3 separate regions of the Canis lupus genome follow, and all the other regions are linked to region 2. Evidence: chromatin contacts called from public Hi-C data. All regions are on one chromosome and are shown on one strand. Each heading gives the region's core, a stretch centred on a gene start, on an enhancer-like site or on the middle of the called end of the contact. The rest is flanking DNA. Distances are from core to core; before and after follow the strand shown. Region 1 holds the start of ENTPD6 (ectonucleoside triphosphate diphosphohydrolase 6). Region 2 holds the start of NINL (ninein-like protein). Region 3 holds the start of TCAIM (T-cell activation inhibitor, mitochondrial).

Region 1 (3,200 bases), core at 80-2,579, 360 kb before region 2:
GAGAGAATCCTAACCCTGGGAAACGAATTAGGGGGGGTGGAAGGGGAGGTGGGGGGGGTGACTGGGTGACAGGCACTGAGGGGGCACTTGATGGGATGAGCACTGGGTGTTATTCTATATGTTGGCAAATTGAACACCAATGAAAAATAAACTTATATTGAAAAAAAAAAGAAAAAGGGCTGAGGGGACACATCCTTTACCACAGAAATTCTAAGAATTTCTCCTATAAGATATACCCACACATGCACACAATAATAGTCCTCCAGGATCCTGTAGCATTATTCATAATAGCGAGCAACTGGAACAAAGGACCACATGAGCAAACTGCTGTATAAAACAAATTTCAGCGGTTTGGCCCGGTGAAGGAGGGTAGCATCCGACCAGGTGCTCACGGTGACCACCTGCCGGGCGCCCACTCCTGGTATGTGCCTGTTGTCCCTCCATCCCGTCTGGTTGGTATCCACTCTGGTTAGCATCCACTCACTCTCACAAGTGCCACCATCCTGAGCACAGACAGGAGCAGAGAGTGGGTCAGGAGCCCGCTGAGTGGGTCAGGGGCCCAGGGGCCGGCTGAGGACCGCCCCAGGGTCTCCCCCCTCCTCCGCCTGCGAGTCCGAGGCCGCCCCACAGGAGGCACAAGCGCTGGCCACGGTCGCAGGCAGCCCAGCCGCAGGGCAGCGGGCACGCAGCTCCCGCCGGGGCACAGCCGCGGGGCCTGAGTGGAGGACATCTGGGAAGACCCACTCCCAGGACCCTTCAGTAAGCTGGGGCCTGCGTGGACGACTGACCCAAGTCAGGACCTGGCCACCTCGGCATCTCCTGTTAGAGTTAGGAGAATGGGGGTCGAGAACAGGAGATTCGCCGCGCACCTGTTCTGCCGTAGTTGCATTTTCTATCACTACCACCTTGTGGGGAGTGGGGGTGCTCCAGGTGTGCAAGGACCCCAGGGAAGTTCACGGCTGCTCAAGGTCGGGTGGTGAGGTCATGGGGGTAAGCACAGCACGCTCTGCCGCGCAGAGGGACCCCTAGAGCTGGGACAGGAGCGGAACGCAGCCGGCGGGGCCGCACTGCGGCACTGACGGCCCCGCCGGCCAAGACCTCAGGCCCAGCTGACCCCAGCAGCCGCCCCCTGACACTAAACCACGCCACCCAGCGGCGCGAAAACCACGGCCGCGCCTGCGCACCGGGGCTCCCCAGGCCCCGCCCACACGCCGCGCCTGCGCACCGGGGCTCCCCAGGCCCCGCCCACACGCCGCGCCTGCGCACCGGGGCTCCCCAGGCCCCGCCCACACGCCGCGCCTGCGCGGGCCCCAACGCCCGGCTCCGCCCTCCCCGGGACGCGCCGTGCACGTGGGCGGGGCCCAGGCTCGGGGATCCGCGGGCTGGCGGCCTGTGGGCGGAGGCCGTGGTGGCGCCGGCCCCGAGCTGGAGCTGCGAAGGTTCTTCGGTCGCCCTCCGGCTCCCGGGAAACGGAATTCCCTCCGCGGAGGGGCGGAGGGGACTGCAGGGTAAGGGCGGGCCGGGGGCGCGCGGGGCTGGCGGGGTACGCTGCGGGAGAGGGCTCGGGTGCGGCGGGTCGGGGCCGCGGGGTGCGGAGCCTTCCACCTGCCGGCTCCTCCGTCTCCAGCAGCGGGGCCCGCAGGCGCCTCAGGGTCGTTCCTGCCGTCCCGTCCGGGCTCCTGCAGTCGTCCCGGACCCGACTGTGCCGACCCGTGAGTGTCCTGGAGGCGGTGGGGGGCCGCAGGGACCCTGCTGACCTGCTGCTGCGCTCCTCCCCTCGGCTTGGCCGACCCGTTCCCAGCGCGGGGCCGGTTGCACGAGGTCCGGGAGGGAAAGGACGGGCGGCCCAGTGAGGGAGCCCGGGTAGCGGACAAGACAAGACCGTGTCCTCTGACAGGGCAGCACATGCAGGGACAGTAAGCTCTGGGATTGCTGTGCGACCAGGAGAGCGCACGGGGCGCTCGAGGTGGGCGCCAGCAGTGCTCCAGGGAGGGGCCCTGAGTGGACACAGCTGGACGCTGGGCTCCACGCCCTTCAGGAGAAAGCCCTGAAGAGTCGAGAGAGTAAAAGGGAAGGGAGAGATGAGCAGGGGGCCCTTGCGGGAAAGGTAGTTTATCTTAAGTCCAGCTAGGAGCCATAGAATGGTTTTAAAGGCTGGAAGAGGGGACCCCTGGGTGGCGCAGCGGTTTGGCGCCTGCCTTTGGCCCAGGGCGCGATCCTGGAGACCCGGAATCGAATCCCACGTCGGGCTCCCGGTGCATGGAGCCTGCTTCTCCCTCTGCCTGTGTCTCTGCCTCTCTCTCTCTCTCTTTGTGTGTGACTATCATAAATAAATAAATAAAATTAAAAAAAAAAAAAAGGCTGGAAGAAAACCTGGATTGTTTTTGTAGATCATGACGGGCACAGCCCCGCATATCCCGGGCATCCACTCAAAAGAGGTAAGTCACCCAGAAGTTCAGGGTAGCTCCAGTTGTCCTTCCAGACACATTCCAGGATCATGCATACCAAGCCCCACATCTTCCATCCTTCAGGATCCTGTGTAGGTCATAGCCCATAGCCCCTCAGTGAGGGAATCTGAAACTTTAGGTTCCTTCGGACGGGTGAATAGCAACTGTGATTACAAGGGCTTTCTGACCCACTGCAAGAGCCATGATGGATGGGGGATGAGGGTTTGTCCTGGGGAGGTTGTTCTGTTGACCCTACCAATACATGAACAAGGTTGGGGGCGGGGAGCATAGTAGTATAAATCCAGGAATTGTTTTCTGTCCCACTCCCCCTGCCCTCATAAGCATCAGTTGTCTAATATGATGTCTCTCCCTTGTGGAACCTCACATGAAAAACCAGAGGGGGACAGCCATGTAAAGAGATCTGCAAGAGCTTCCCCGCCCACTCTGTCTTGTGAAAAGGAAACAACTGGTGGTGTTAACTGGGCTGACTCATGTATGTATCCTTTCTCCCCCCCCCCCCCCCCCCCCCCCCGGAGAAAGAGATAAAAGCCCATTTAAACCTACCAGGAGAGTAAGTAGTGGTTTGTTAATGTTTAATTTTGGATAGGTTTTTAGCATATGTGGTGGTCATTTTGCATATATGGCTCTTTTATGTACTTAACTGAAAACCTTGAAGAAACTGGCCAACAGATTAGCCACTGATCCAAATCAGATAGAGCTTATGTTCCAAGAGCCACCTACCTTCCCCAGCTC
Region 2 (3,668 bases), core at 400-2,899:
ACATCAAAGATTATATAAAGTCCTCAATTTTCAAAACGTTGAGACCCTAACTTTTCCTCTATAAAATGTTTCTAATTTGGTGGTGTTAAATGTTATCTGATGTTCAGTTTCTTCCGAGAAGGCTTGTTATTCTCTCATTCTGCAAATATCATTATCCCATATTTTTTATTGAATCTGAAATACGTAAGACCCATTTTTATTTGCCAGTATAGACGAGTTCAATGTGTAATAGTCTAGGCCACTAACAGTCGATGTATAAGTGAAATAGAAAAGGGACAGCACGGGGATCCCTGGGTGGCGCAGCGGTTTGGCGCCTGCCTTTGGCCCAGGGCGGGATCCTGGAGACCCGGGATCGAATCCCACATCGGGCTCCCGGTGCACGGAGCCTGCTTCTCCCTCTGCCTGTGTCTCTGCCTCTCTCTCTCTCTCCGTGACTATCATAAATAAATAAAAAATTAAAAAAAAAAAAAAAAAGAAAAGGGACAGCACGGACAAGACGCCTGATCTAACTGCCTCAGCACTTTTCTTTTAATATCCACAAACTCTGACACACAGTTCATAAATCTCTGAGGCAGCTTAGTGTTCTGTTCAACAGACCAATTTTAACTATCTTTAACTTTCTACTTTGAAACGTATTCTAAGTCCAACAGGGAAAACCTGGGGATCTCAGTAACAGTTCCAAGAAAAGCTCGCGGTCACCTGTAGCCCGTCCTTCCTGCTGACCGCGCTGACGGCATCACTTGACCTTCTCCAGGCTCCGCGGCGGTGCCCGGGGCGCCCCCGCCCCCGCCCCGCCCCCGCCCCGCCGCGGGACCGCGTGGCCTCGGTGTGGAACACCCGAAGAGATCAGACCGACTCCTGCGTGGGCTTCGAGGCGGAGCCCGCGAACGAGAGGAGCAACCAGTGCAGCACCTAAACCCTGCAGCAGGCCTTGAGTCCCGGACAGTGAAGTGTCATTTCAGACAAATTCTCCAAGTGCAAACCCGTGATAAGCCGAAGGATGTAACCCCTGTGCGGAGTCGGAGCCCCGCAGGCGAAGGGCAAGGCCGCAATCCCGGCGCCCCGCCCCGCCCCGCCCCGCCCGGAGGAAGGTCCGCGGACCCCGCGCTCGCCCCGAAGCCGACCGCACGCAGCCGTCCAGGCCCGCGGCGAGGCCCAGCGGAGGAACCGCAGCGACGGCGGGACCCGGCTTCCAGAGGCGCGGGGGCAGTCGGATTCCCGCGGGACGCGTGCCTCGGGAGTGACCGGCCCGCCCCGCCCCAGCCTCCCCGGGGGGCGGGAACGGCGGCCCGCACGTCGGGCTTCCTGCTCCGGGGCCCCGCGCCCCCGCCCCGCGCCCCCGCCCCGCGCCAGGGCGGATGCGGCCGTGTCGGGGGCTCGCCCCACGGTCCCGCCGCGCCCACAGTCGCAGGGCCTCGGGCCCCCTCGCCCCCACCCGCCGACGGCCTGGGGCGCAGCCTTTCCTGTCGCGCCGCACCCGGCCCCACGCGCGGCGGAGGGCAGAGCCCCGGGGCCGCTCACCTGGGCGGCGGGCGCCGACGATCTTCCGCGCGGGCCACGGGGCAGGCCCAGGGCGCCGGCGCACGCACCCGGCCCTCGTCCCGCCCACCGCTCTTTGTGTCTGGAGGCCCCGGCGCCGCGCTCCCGCAGCCTCCAGGCCGCCGCCCCCTGGTCCTCTCCGGCCGCGACGGGGCGTGCCACCCGAGGGGGGGCGGGGGCGGGGCGAGCGGGCGGGGCGAGCGGGCGGGGCGAGCGGGCGGGGCGAGCGGTCGGGGCGAGCGGGGCCCGGGGCGGGGGCGTGCCACCCGAGGGGGCGGGGCGGGGCGAGCGGGCCGGGGCGAGCGGCGGGGCGAGCGGGCGGGGCGGGGCGGGCCACCCGAGTGGCGGGGCGGGGGCGAGCGGGGCGGGGCGAGCGGGCGGGGCGAGCGGGCGGGCGAGCGGGGGCGGGGGGGCGAGCGGGCGGGGCGAGCGGGCGGGCGGTGCGCCACCCGAGGGGCGGGGGGCCAGGGACCCGAGGGGGCGGGGCGGGGCGAGCGGGGCGGGGCGAGCGGGCGGGCGAGCGGGCGGGGCGAGCGGGCGGGGCGAGCGGGCGGGGCGAGCGGGCGGGGCGGGGCGGCCACCCGAGGGGGCGGGGCGAGCGGGGCGGGCGGGCGGGGTGCGGCGGGCGGGGGCAGGGCCTGGGCGCCTCGCCAGACGCCAGGGCCTACCCCGACGGTTTCAGCGCCAGCTTCTGCGTGAGGTTTGGCTGTTCACAGCCCGTACTCCAGCTCATCTTCTGGGAACAACCCGAGGAGGCAAGCCAGGTAGTAATACTCAGTTGAGGAAACGGGAAGACACAACAAAACTTAAGGTTCTTGTCTTCCCATCATACAGAAAATCATTTATTGAGCACACGTACTAGTGCTAGGCATCGTCCCAGGGCTTGAGAATGGAGCAGTAACATGCTGGCAGGGTTGGCAAAAGGAAATAATAAAATGGAATAGAAAAAATAATAAAATAAAATAAAATAAAATAAAATAAAATAAAATATAAATAAATAAATAAATATAAAATATAAAATAAAAAAAATAAAATCCCTGCCCCTCCTGGAGTTTATACACCAGGAGACAAATTAAAAGCTCAAATGAAATACACAAAAGATACTTATAAATGATACTTAGATACTTATAAATGCCAAAGAAAAACAAATTAAGAGAGGAGCTTGAGAAGTGCAGGAGGTTGGGCCAGGCAAGGCCAGAGGAAGTGACATTGTAAGTGAAGGCCCGAAGGGAATGAGAGAGGGAGACAGGCAGCTAACCCGGGAACGTGGGCCAGGCCTTGAGTCTAGAGGATGCCCCATGAGTTTCTTTGTGGCCAGGAAGAGTGTGGTGTGTGAGGCCAGGTTGAAGTGAGAGAGAGGCAGAGAGGCATGTCGGGCAGTGCTGCCCCTTGGGAGGATTTGGCTTCTTCTCTGAGACTCGTAGAGGGACTTGTTGGACGTAAAGTTGTTCTGGTCACTGGGTGAGGGCGAGTTGGGGGAGAGCCAGCAAAGGTTGAAGTAGGGAGACCATTTAAGAAGTGATGGCAGAAATGGGCTGAGAGGTGAAAGTGGCTTGGACCAGGGTGAGGGGGAACAGTGGTTAGATGCAGGATGTGTGGTATTAGGGACAGTCCTGCAGACAAGAAGTACCCCTAATTGGAGGCAGGTTGTGGGAGTGGCTACAAGGGTGACTACAAGATTTTGGCTGAAGCAACAAGTTATTCATTTTGTGCGGAGTTCCTTCCATGCTCACCTCATTTTAATACAACAATCCCAGGCCATAGTTGTAAAATTGTCATTTTACAGAGGGGAGAAATAAACTTAAGTGATTAAATAACATATACTGCGATCCATATATCTCCCAGGTACCGACATCTGACCCCAGAACTTGCATATCCTCTGCCAGCCCTGGCTGCTGATCAGAGACCTGCAGCTGATACCCCTTCTCCCTCCTCCCTTCAGTGTTCTCAATACCCCCACTGTCCTTCCAGTCATCAAAATAAGAGGCTTGTCTTCATTCCTTTCTTCATGGCTTCAGGGCATGAGCCAGCTGCACTCTGAGTCCCTGTCCTGTGGCTTCTCTGACTATTCCTTCCCAATGATCCCTTGTGGTCCTCCTTTCCTCTGCCCTAGGTATTTTCATTCACAA
Region 3 (3,465 bases), core at 891-3,390, 280 kb after region 2:
CAGGGAAAGGAAAATAAAATCATAACTGATTTTGACTGATAACTACAATGTCAACTTTTTAATTTACTATGAGAAATGTGATTGCTAACAAGAAGATTTAGATCTATGATTCTTTCCCTAATAGGACTGAACTACCCATGAAAGTCAAATGAGTTTTAGTAGATAGAAAATCTGCTTCAGAGTACAGTTGGGTGCTCTCATTTGCTAGTGAGAAATAGCCTGAAAGCCTGGGGCACCAGGTCAAATTGCAGGGTTCTTGTCTCTAAATTTTTCCACAGGTGGTTTTTGCACATATTCCATGTAGCCTACTATTCTTCCATTTGGAAAAGGCTTGGCTTGGGCATGCTGTAAAATATCTAACTCTTCAAACTTGTGAGGCACTCTGGATCCTTAATATACTTAATTTATTAACAGGCATTTACCAAGTTCTTATGTACCAGGCTCTATGCAAAGTATTGGGAATAAAAAAAAAAAACCATTAAGACCAGGAAAAATAACCAAAGAAAGATAATTATAAAACATAGTAAATGAAATAATACAGCCATGCACTGTGTATTATGGGGAAATTCTCTGGTACTCCTAGACTGAAGGGCGGGTAGTTTGGAAGGTCTTCCAAGGAGATGGAGAACACTCCGGATGAAGGGGTTGGATATGGAAAGTCACAATTCATTTGCAAACCATTGTAAATGGCCACTGTCATCTATTAATTTTTTTAAAAAAGATTTTATTTATTTGTGAGAGAGAGAGAGAGAGAGAGAGATGGACAGAGGAAGAAGCTGGCTCCATGCAGGGAGCCGGACGTGGGCCTCCAGGATGAGGCCCTGGGCTGAAGGCGGCGCTAAACCGCTGAGCTACCCGGGCTGCCCACTGTCATCCATTTAATAGTGATGTTAGCTTTTATTTTGTTAGAATGAAAAATTCTGCTTTTAGCCTAAACTCCGTACTGAGGTATTAAATCTATGCAGTTTGAGGTCAAATCTAGTAGAAAGAGATATCTAATTTGGTGGAAAAGCCAAATTATGGGTTGGTTTATTTATTTTTTTTAAAGTTTTGTTTACTCTGATACAGAAGCAGTAAGTGTATGTTAAATAAAGGTCCTAGGATTGGTCTTTGGCCATTTGGCACAATTTTTACTTGAAAGTAACTGAACAAAGTTTAATATTCTCAGGTTACTCTCATTTAAACTGTGACTTATCTTAGTAACTATACTGCGGTTTTTAAGAGCAGTTTGCTCAAGGAGAAATAAAAGCAGACTATTTTTCATTGCTTTTGACTACTTCTCAGGGAAGCGAAAAAGGCAAAGCATGAAGTCCTACAAATAAATCAACAAATTATAGCAAGAGCAAAGTCCCTAGTTCATTAGATTCCTTCCTAAATCTTTTGCTATGAGGTTTGAATCACAGCGATACGGTAAGGGCTTCGGGGAAACAGCACAGTCGGCAACACCCGTAAGTCGTCTCCCGGTTTCTCGTTTCAACACCAGGGGCAGCAGAAGCGGCGCGGCCGCCCCCAAGCCCGCCCGCCGTCCCAGGCGGACTCCGCCCGGCGCATCGGCCGAGGCCCTACGTCACCGCCGGCCCGGGACCCGACGCAGGATCCGCCCCGGCCCGGGGAAAGGGCGCCGCCGGCCGGGCCTTGCGGACGCGCATGCGCAGCGCGGTCCCCGCCGCCCCACCTCCCCCGCAGGGCCCGGCGCTCCCACCCGCCCTCGTCCCGCTCCACGGGCTCCCAGCGTCCTACGGGGAGTGGTCGCCGGGCCCCCGCCCCCGAGGCCCCCCCCGGTCGCGCGCCGGCCGCGGCGGCTACAGAACTTGCGCCCTCATTGGCCGACGCGGGCCCGGCCCTGCTCCCCGCGCGCCTGCGCGAAGCCGGACGTGGGGGAAGCCCCCGGCGGCCCCGGGCCCGCGCCCACAGCTGGGGCCAGGTGGCCGGGCTGCCGTCCTCGGTCGCCCGCTTACCGCCCGGCCGGGAGGGGGCTCCGGGCGTTCCGCGGAAAGCTTCGGGAGATACGGACACGCACTCCGAGACGGGGCGGGCTAGGCCGGCGGGCGTCGGCAATGACCAGGCGGCAGGTGGCGCGGCCTGCCCGGAACCGAGTGGACAGGCCGGGGAGGAGGGCGGCCGAACGCGCGCTGGCGCGGGAGCTGGGGCGGGGGGGGGGGGGGGGGAGCGCGCATGCGCCGAGCGCCCGGGGAGGGGGCGAGCGGGCCCGAGAGCTTTCAGTGGAGAGCGCCGGATACCACAGGGCCTCAGGGCATTCCTTACAGAGCTGTAGCTAATTCTTAGACATTTTCGCCAGTTTACTTTTTGACTTTGGTCCCTTCAGTATCTGGCTATCATCAAACGAGCATTGCCCCCACCCCTTTTAAAACAACGATTCATCTCGGGTTTTGGCTTTATTTTTGCTTGTGTAGCTTTAACCCTAGGAACAGCCACAAATGAAATGAGGCAAATGCGACAACCGCTCTTTTCCCTACCTTTTGGTACTGCTGACAGAGAAAAACAAAAACAAAACAAAACAAAAAAACAAAAAACCTCTTCTATTTGCTCCATCCCTAAGGACTCTTACTCTTGACTTAAAACAACTTGGTCACTTGTAATCCATTCCATTCGATCCCATTTTTTCCCTAAAAGCTTAACTTACCATCTTTAGCATTTTAATCTTTTTTCTTTTTCCATTTTAATCTTTTCAAATGCATCCTGGCCACCAGCACTAAACAGTCTCATCTTTTTCGAATTCCTTTCTTTGGTTTTCAAATTTCCATCTTTAGGAAGGACTAACTTATAAGTGTCCACTTACATTTTTCACTTGTCCTCAAAGGCCCTCAAACTGATGGTAGTAATCTCCAAACTTAATTTATTTTCTAGGTGCTACTTAAGTTATGGCAGTTAAGAGTTACCCGGTTTTTCATACTAGAGAATTGAGCATGTTTAAGTCGTTGCCTTACTTCCCATATCCCATTCCCAAGTGTTCATTTCACGTCTCATCATATGGTAATTGGCATTTTGCTACGTGCTAGGAATTAACTTTTTTTAGTCTTGAGAGTGTATGGACTTAATCCAGTGATGCTATTATCCTGTTTTGAGAACTTTAAGAAATACTTTAGTTCTCCTAGTCATGACTTATTCTTTTATTACTCACCTTATTCAGGGTTTTTCTCTAAATGATTTAAGATTATGGTTTAAAATATCAAATCAAGGATTGAGAATGATCACCTTGGAAAATGACTGTGCTAAAGATCTGGAGGAAGACTTCAGAAAAGGAGTTTTAACTTTCTAAAGGTAGTTAGGAACAGTCCTTGTTAGAGTATTTAGGTTGTGGTGTATGTTTAAAATACTGTTTTCTTTAGTCATACTTAATGTAACAAACTACAAATTTTCAAAATACGTACATTCTAAGATACAGTTATTCAGAGAGTAATTTAAAATTTTTTGGTATAACTCAGGTTGCTCTCAAATCTTGGT

What was found. Hi-C and Micro-C count contacts between places; a contact is called where the count stands out from the background.
Region 1: a Hi-C map of blood shows a contact between it and region 2, with 2.9 times the contacts expected there. The contact joins the promoter of ENTPD6 here to the promoter of NINL in region 2. A contact is called at or near these places in 2 of 9 Hi-C or Micro-C datasets (both in blood).
Region 3: a Hi-C map of blood shows a contact between it and region 2, with 2.7 times the contacts expected there. The contact joins the promoter of TCAIM here to the promoter of NINL in region 2. A contact is called at or near these places in 2 of 9 Hi-C or Micro-C datasets (both in blood).

What each region holds. Positions count from the first base shown.
Region 1 is chr23:1,546,748-1,549,947 of UU_Cfam_GSD_1.0, forward strand. It overlaps ENTPD6 (ectonucleoside triphosphate diphosphohydrolase 6), which reads left to right and starts at 1,330. Exons shown (of 14, transcript XM_038570224.1): 1 at 1,330-1,508.
Region 2 is chr23:1,907,412-1,911,079 of UU_Cfam_GSD_1.0, forward strand. It overlaps NINL (ninein-like protein), which reads right to left and starts at 1,650. Exons shown (of 23, transcript XM_038570237.1): 1 at 1,522-1,650. LOC111091864 (a long non-coding RNA gene) reads left to right here and starts at 2,166. Exons shown (of 3, transcript XR_005376774.1): 1 at 2,166-2,303.
Region 3 is chr23:2,185,613-2,189,077 of UU_Cfam_GSD_1.0, forward strand. TCAIM (T-cell activation inhibitor, mitochondrial) reads right to left here and starts at 2,141. Exons shown (of 11, transcript XM_038570257.1): 1 at 1,959-2,141. All of the region lies in intron 1 of LOC119865335 (a long non-coding RNA gene), which reads left to right.